2 separate regions of the Sus scrofa genome follow, and region 2 is linked to region 1. The links are chromatin contacts, called in public HiChIP or PLAC-seq maps. All regions are on one chromosome and are shown on one strand. The core of a region is the stretch at or near the end of the contact, and the rest is flanking DNA. Distances in the headings are between cores, read along the strand shown. Region 1 has its middle 43 kb from the start of APIP. Region 2 overlaps EHF (ETS homologous factor).

The links. HiChIP or PLAC-seq counts read pairs in DNA pulled down with a chosen protein or histone mark.
Region 2: an H3K27ac HiChIP or PLAC-seq map of alveolar macrophages shows a contact between it and region 1. The contact joins two enhancer-like sites. A contact is called at or near these places in 1 of 5 promoter capture datasets (liver), 1 of 47 Hi-C or Micro-C datasets (embryonic fibroblasts) and 1 of 2 datasets of contacts at active chromatin or transcription factors (alveolar macrophages).

Annotation. Positions count from the first base shown.
Region 1 is chr2:26,137,115-26,139,884 of Sscrofa11.1, reverse strand. No RefSeq gene overlaps it. Among named protein-coding and RNA genes, the nearest start is that of APIP, 43 kb to the right of the region's middle. Within about 2 kb of position 1,399, at least 1 of the 83 cell types and tissues checked has an H3K27ac peak or open chromatin away from gene starts, as enhancers often do. A contact at or near this core is called in alveolar macrophages, where this site is marked.
Region 2 is chr2:26,295,777-26,298,700 of Sscrofa11.1, reverse strand. All of the region lies in intron 7 of EHF (ETS homologous factor), which reads left to right. Among named protein-coding and RNA genes, the nearest start is that of EHF, 43 kb to the left of the region's middle. Within about 2 kb of position 1,635, at least 26 of the 83 cell types and tissues checked have an H3K27ac peak or open chromatin away from gene starts, as enhancers often do. A contact at or near this core is called in alveolar macrophages, where this site is marked.

The sequences.
Region 1 (2,770 bases), core at 150-2,649:
TTTGGATTCAGCTTCTGAGAGCGGAGCAGTTCTACCTCTAATTTCATCAAGGGTAAAAACAAAATGCTCAGTAGTGAGTTTGCATTTGCATTAGCTAGTAGTAGTATTTTCTTATTTATTTATTTATTTTTATCTTTTTAGGGCCGCACCTGTGGCATATAGAGGTTCCCAGGCTAGGGGTCTAATCAGAGCTGTAGCCGCCAGCCTACACCACAGCCACAGCAACGCCAGATCCGAGCCGCATCTGGGACCTACACCACAGCTCATGACAATGCCAGATCCTTAACCCACTGATCAAGGCCAGGGATCAAACCTGCATCCTCATGGATGTTAGTAACATTTGTTTCTGCTGAGCCACAACAGGAACTCCTTAATTATTTTCTGATTCTTTGGCTATAATGCCCTCCCTAATGGTTTCCTGCTGAATGTTTGCATTTTTGATATGTAATATGCACTCATATAAAAAGTATTAGCTACTCTTTATTAATAATAATAATAGCTATCTTTTATTGAGGTTCAGCTAAGAGTCATGTACTATTCTTTGTGTGTACATGGATTATTGCATTTGATGCCCACCACTATAATTATCATGTCCCTTTTACAGACTGGGAAGTGAAATGCAGGGAAAGTTAAGTAACCTGACCAAGAGCACAAAGTTGGTATGTGGTGGACACAGGATTCAAACCCAGGAGTCAGAGTCGAGCATTTTAGCACATAACCACAAAGTTATCTACTGCCACCTATTGTATACCAGGCACATGACAACGCTGAGATGTGACAATTGTCATCGTCCTTTCACAGATGGGCAAATAGGGTCTCAGAGAGTTGAAATGAGTTGCCCAGGTCACACAGGTAGTCAATGGTTAATGCTGGCTAGCTGAGATCCAGATCTGAGCTCTTAGCTCACACAAGTCATGTGTCCAAGAAACGTGAATCTCTTCCTCTGTTGGTGCACATGGAACCTAGCACATGCAGTGGACAGATAGATACGGGCTGATGTGTGCAAATATTTGTCTGTACCTGTCCATGCGGAGAGGAGTTGAAACTGGGAGACAGTTGTCTTCTGAGCTGGAGATTTCAGCCATTTGTTACTCTAAGTCTTACTCTTATAGGACCAAGGAGCAAGGAGAGTCTTGAAGGAATGGACTTTGAAATATCACAGGTAAAACCCCACAACTTCACAGATGAGGTGCTTCAGAGACAGAAAGCAACTTATACAAAGTCACAAAGGAAATGTAGTGGCCTTGCTGGGGTTAAAGCCGAGTCCCCTGACACTCAGCCTAGGGGTCTTTCTTTTACATCTTTTTGTTTCCACAGAGTTTTCCTGACCTTTGTCCTCCAAAAATACTGTGTGGGCATGGTTCCTCGTTGTGTGGTTTCAGATCAGTGTGTTCATCATCACTGCACTTCAAGGTTCCTTATCTGAAGTGTCTGCAAAGTTAACTCAAACCATATGAACTGGCTGTTCTTATGGTTCACAAAGACTGAATTCAGTCAACTTATTAAGATTCTATTTGATAGATTTTCATTCAGGAAGGAGCAACTAGCCTAGTCTGCCTTGAATTTAGTACATCGAGAAATTGTATTCTGTTATTGAACGACTTCTTTGTCCAAATGCATCCCCTAAACCTTCACGGATACTTTCTAGTCTTTCCTTCCATCCATCCAGAAGGAAACCTGGAACAACTCACCAAGAATGGAGGAGGGTCACCATAGCTAAGACTTTCCCAAGGCTACCGAATATGATGAGCTATTAATGGCCCCTGCGTTCTTAGCAATTGAACTTGAAGATATTCCCTTAGTCCACCATCATGACCAACCAAAACCAGGTCAGGCTTCTTTATCAGACGTTCCCATAGCACCCTATAGCTCTCTTTTATAACACTTACACTCTTCCGTTTGCCTGTGATTTGGCTAATTTCTTCCCCCTCCTTGAGGGTAGAAACCTGGCTGGTTTTGCTCGTAATACACCTCCAGCACTGAGCACAGTGCTGGGCACATAGCAGGCGCTCAACCAATACACGTTGAATGAATGAATAAACAAAAATAAAAACATATCTGTTTTTATTCCTTTCTTCATCATTGAGCAACCTAATGTTAGAATGTTTTATTTAAATTTAAATCCAACAGTGAAAATCTATAAGAGGATTCCATCTTTTACTTTGAGAGGCTTACCTGTCCCAGGTCAGCCAAGGACCCATGCCAGGTACCAGTATACTCAGAAGGCAGCCCTGGAAAGGACTCCTCTTGAAGTTTCTTAGTATGGCCACAAGGCTAGTATGTAGATTAACTTTAAGATTGGATCTCGGGGAGTTCCAGCTGGCACAACAGGATCGGCGGCATCTCTGCAGCACCAGCATGCAGGCTTTATCCCCAGCACAGTGGGTTCAAGGATCTTGCATTGCTGCAGCTGCAGTGTAGTTTGCAACTGTGACTCCGATCTGATCCCTGGCCCAGGAAGTCCGTATGACACGGGGCAGCCAGAAAAGAAAACAAATAGATCTCAATCTTAAGGGGAATTTAAAACCCATCAGCCAGACATCACCGTAAATATTTGGTCATCATGCTTTTTGACTATTGGGGCAAATGTTCTGGCACCCCCCTCAGTGGCTGGTACCCACAGCAGGTCAAAGGCAGACACTGTGGTAAATCCAGCTAGGTAGACATGTGTTGGTAGAAACACTCCAGAAAACAAGGGCAGGGTTTCCAGAAATGGAAAATCCAGTCCCCCCCGAGTTAATTAGGACCAAATGGAGCACAATAGAAGATG
Region 2 (2,924 bases), core at 386-2,885, 160 kb before region 1:
GCAAGGGCAGGGACCGAACCCGCAACCTCATGGTTCCTAGTCGGATTCGTTAACCACTGCGCCACGACGGGAACTCCCTGGCCTCCATTCTTAGCCTCAATTTAAATTGGGACGGAATTTAAAAGTGTTGGTGGAAGAAAGCACAGAATCAAACAACCATTCCACCACCCCTCCCCCTTTTTTTTTCATTTTTGTTTTTGCTTTTGTTGAGTGTGTTTTTGAGAACTGAAATAATGACGGCTTTTGGTTTGAGGTTCTTTAGGTCAAGCCCCTTCGAATGCGACAGAGCTGGGAGCCAGGGTAAATGCTTTTGGAATTGAGGTTAAGAATGGAGGCCAGTTCATTTCTTGACTCCCCCACCCTCATCCACAGCATTCACATGGCACTTGTTGAAATTAGGAAATAGATCAAACACTGGAAAGGTTCTGCCGTGGACTTGCCATTCTGGGGGAAATGAGCCAAGTGGGCTAAAAGGTCTGTGGCAATCACTGCCACTCCGTCAAGACCAAGGTTTTCAAGACTGAGGAAACCACCCTGGTCACCCTCTAACTTCCTTTCACGCTTCCTAAGGCGTCGCCTCGACCTGGGTCTTTGGCTTTGGGGCAGAAAATTCCAACGGAGAGTAAAGTCAAACCATCCACTTCCTGAGCCTCGGGGTGGTTAGGTCTTGAGGCACCTGGGAGACAAAAAAACCATAATCATAGCTCTGCTGCCCTCACAGCCAGGCCACCCTGCTCTCCTCTGTGTCCCCATTTGCTTTCTAGAGTCTCAGAAGCAATAGGGGCCAATGTCTGCTTTCATATTTGCAATAACAGGGAACTCACCGCCTCTGGACTCAGCCTATTGGACTCCTGAAGGGTCTTTCCTAAGAGGGTTTTCCTAGTCCGCTCTCCTTCACCTCCCTCGATTCTTCATCCCCCTGCTCTGGATTCCTATCCCCCGATTATAACACAGGCTGGAAAACAAAATAAGCCATCCAGGACTCCTATCAGGATTATCACTTAAAAAAATCAATTCAGCGCCTAGGTTGGTAAATTCTTTGCAATAACAGCCCTCCAGATGGGATAGGTAATTACAGCCTGGCAAGGATCAATTCCTTTCAGAATAGCTTAGTCTGTACTGGCTGGGACCAGAACCCCCTCCCCCGCCCCCCCAAAAGACCTTCATCATCATTGGTCTGAGCCTTTAGATTTCCAGCTCCCATGGCACAGAGTGCAGTTCAATATCTTGATATGTTTTAATGCAACTTACAAGCCGCACTGAGGTGAGGCCACATGTAAACTGATGCCCTGGCTGATAAACACAGGTGGAGAAGCGGGCTGTGTTTTGCTTTCTGTCGTCTGCTCATTTCATAAAACATCCACCACCAGTGTTCCCGATCCGCCCGATAGTCCTCAAGCCCATCATGCCAACTCAGGCTTGATGTGTTTATTCATCAGCTTGCCGAGCCTAGAGCGAGGGTGGCCTGGTCCATTATAACACTGAAATTTGTATATCCCGTAAAGAAATGGCTCACAGCTGAATCATATGCAAATGTTTCTAATCTTTGTTTCTGGCGAAGCAGCTTAGCTGAAGTCATGCTCTGGAACTCATCATAAAAGTGTGCCTTGGTGCTGCCCCTGCCTAGGCTGGACCTTGGCCTGAGGTGCCTGGGAGCAGAGCAAGAGAAAGCCAAGCTGGACAGCTTCCCCAGAGCAAGCCATTATTTTATAAGAATGACTCACTTAACCACATGGCTAACTTCAAAGGTTTTGACTTTTATTGGGGGTGAGGGGAAGACCCAGGGGGAGAGGCCGTCGTAGGAAGGGGAAGTTTCAGATCAAAGCATTTGAGTGCCGAGGCAGGTCAGCCATTCCACAGCTTGCTCCCCACGCACTAGGGACTGGCAGAAGAGGCTGAAAAAAAAAAAAAATCGAGTTTTCTTTTGCCTTTGGCTGCATATTCTTCCATATTTTTATTGGGGGAAATTTTTTTAGTGGGGGAGTTTCCTAAGTTGGTTGGAAGTCTAGCTGGGGTAAATGGCTGACATCTCAAAGGGAACATAGCCTCGTGGCGTAGCTGGTCTGGGGTTCTTAATCTGGAGTTCATGAACACTTAAGCGTGCCCAAAGCTCCTGAAGTTGCTTACAGAACTTCACGAGGGCACACCTGTTTGCCTTTTTCTGAGGAGAGGCTCCGAGGTTTCCATTTTATTCATAAAGATACCTTACCCCCCAAATAACTGACTCTATAGGAGCTCGCCCTTCCTAAACAATGACGGAGGCCAAGAAGCTGAGAGACAGTTGGGTTTTTCTGAATTCAACCCTGGCTCTGCAAGAAAGGGCCCCGCATCCCTCCTGGATGCCATTTGAAAATGAGCTTTGCTTGTGGCCTGCTGGGTAAATGCCACTCTTTGTCTGCAGAACAACGTGGCCCTGTCAGGGTGATGTATCACTTGGAAACCGGGGTGAATGCCAACCTGTCGCAATATTGTCACATCCTGATGGGATGTCGCAACCTCACCCTGAAACCTCCAGGGAGGGAGAGCGCCGTCTCCTCGCATTTCCTGTGAACGTCTTCTTCCAGGTTTCGGAGAAATCCGACTCAGGTGCAGGCTCTCCTGCTGACAATGTCAGGGTGGGGGGCTGGGGGTGAAGGTGGTGCACTGAACCAGAAGAAGGAGGTTTCCTAATCAGATCTCATTACATGTCTCTCCTCCACCCCATCATGGCTTTCCAATTTCTGGCCGCTCTGAGTTGTGACAGGCTGGGTGATCAACTGGGTGAATGCGTCCTTGCATGTTGAGAAACACACAATCATCACATTGGAATGACTTTCCCCCACTAACTAGAGCATTGCAGAACTGAACCTGATTCTTGGTGGGGAAGATGACTATGAAATCTGCTCTGTGGCCCCTTTTTTGGAAATGGCACAGAATGGTGGTTA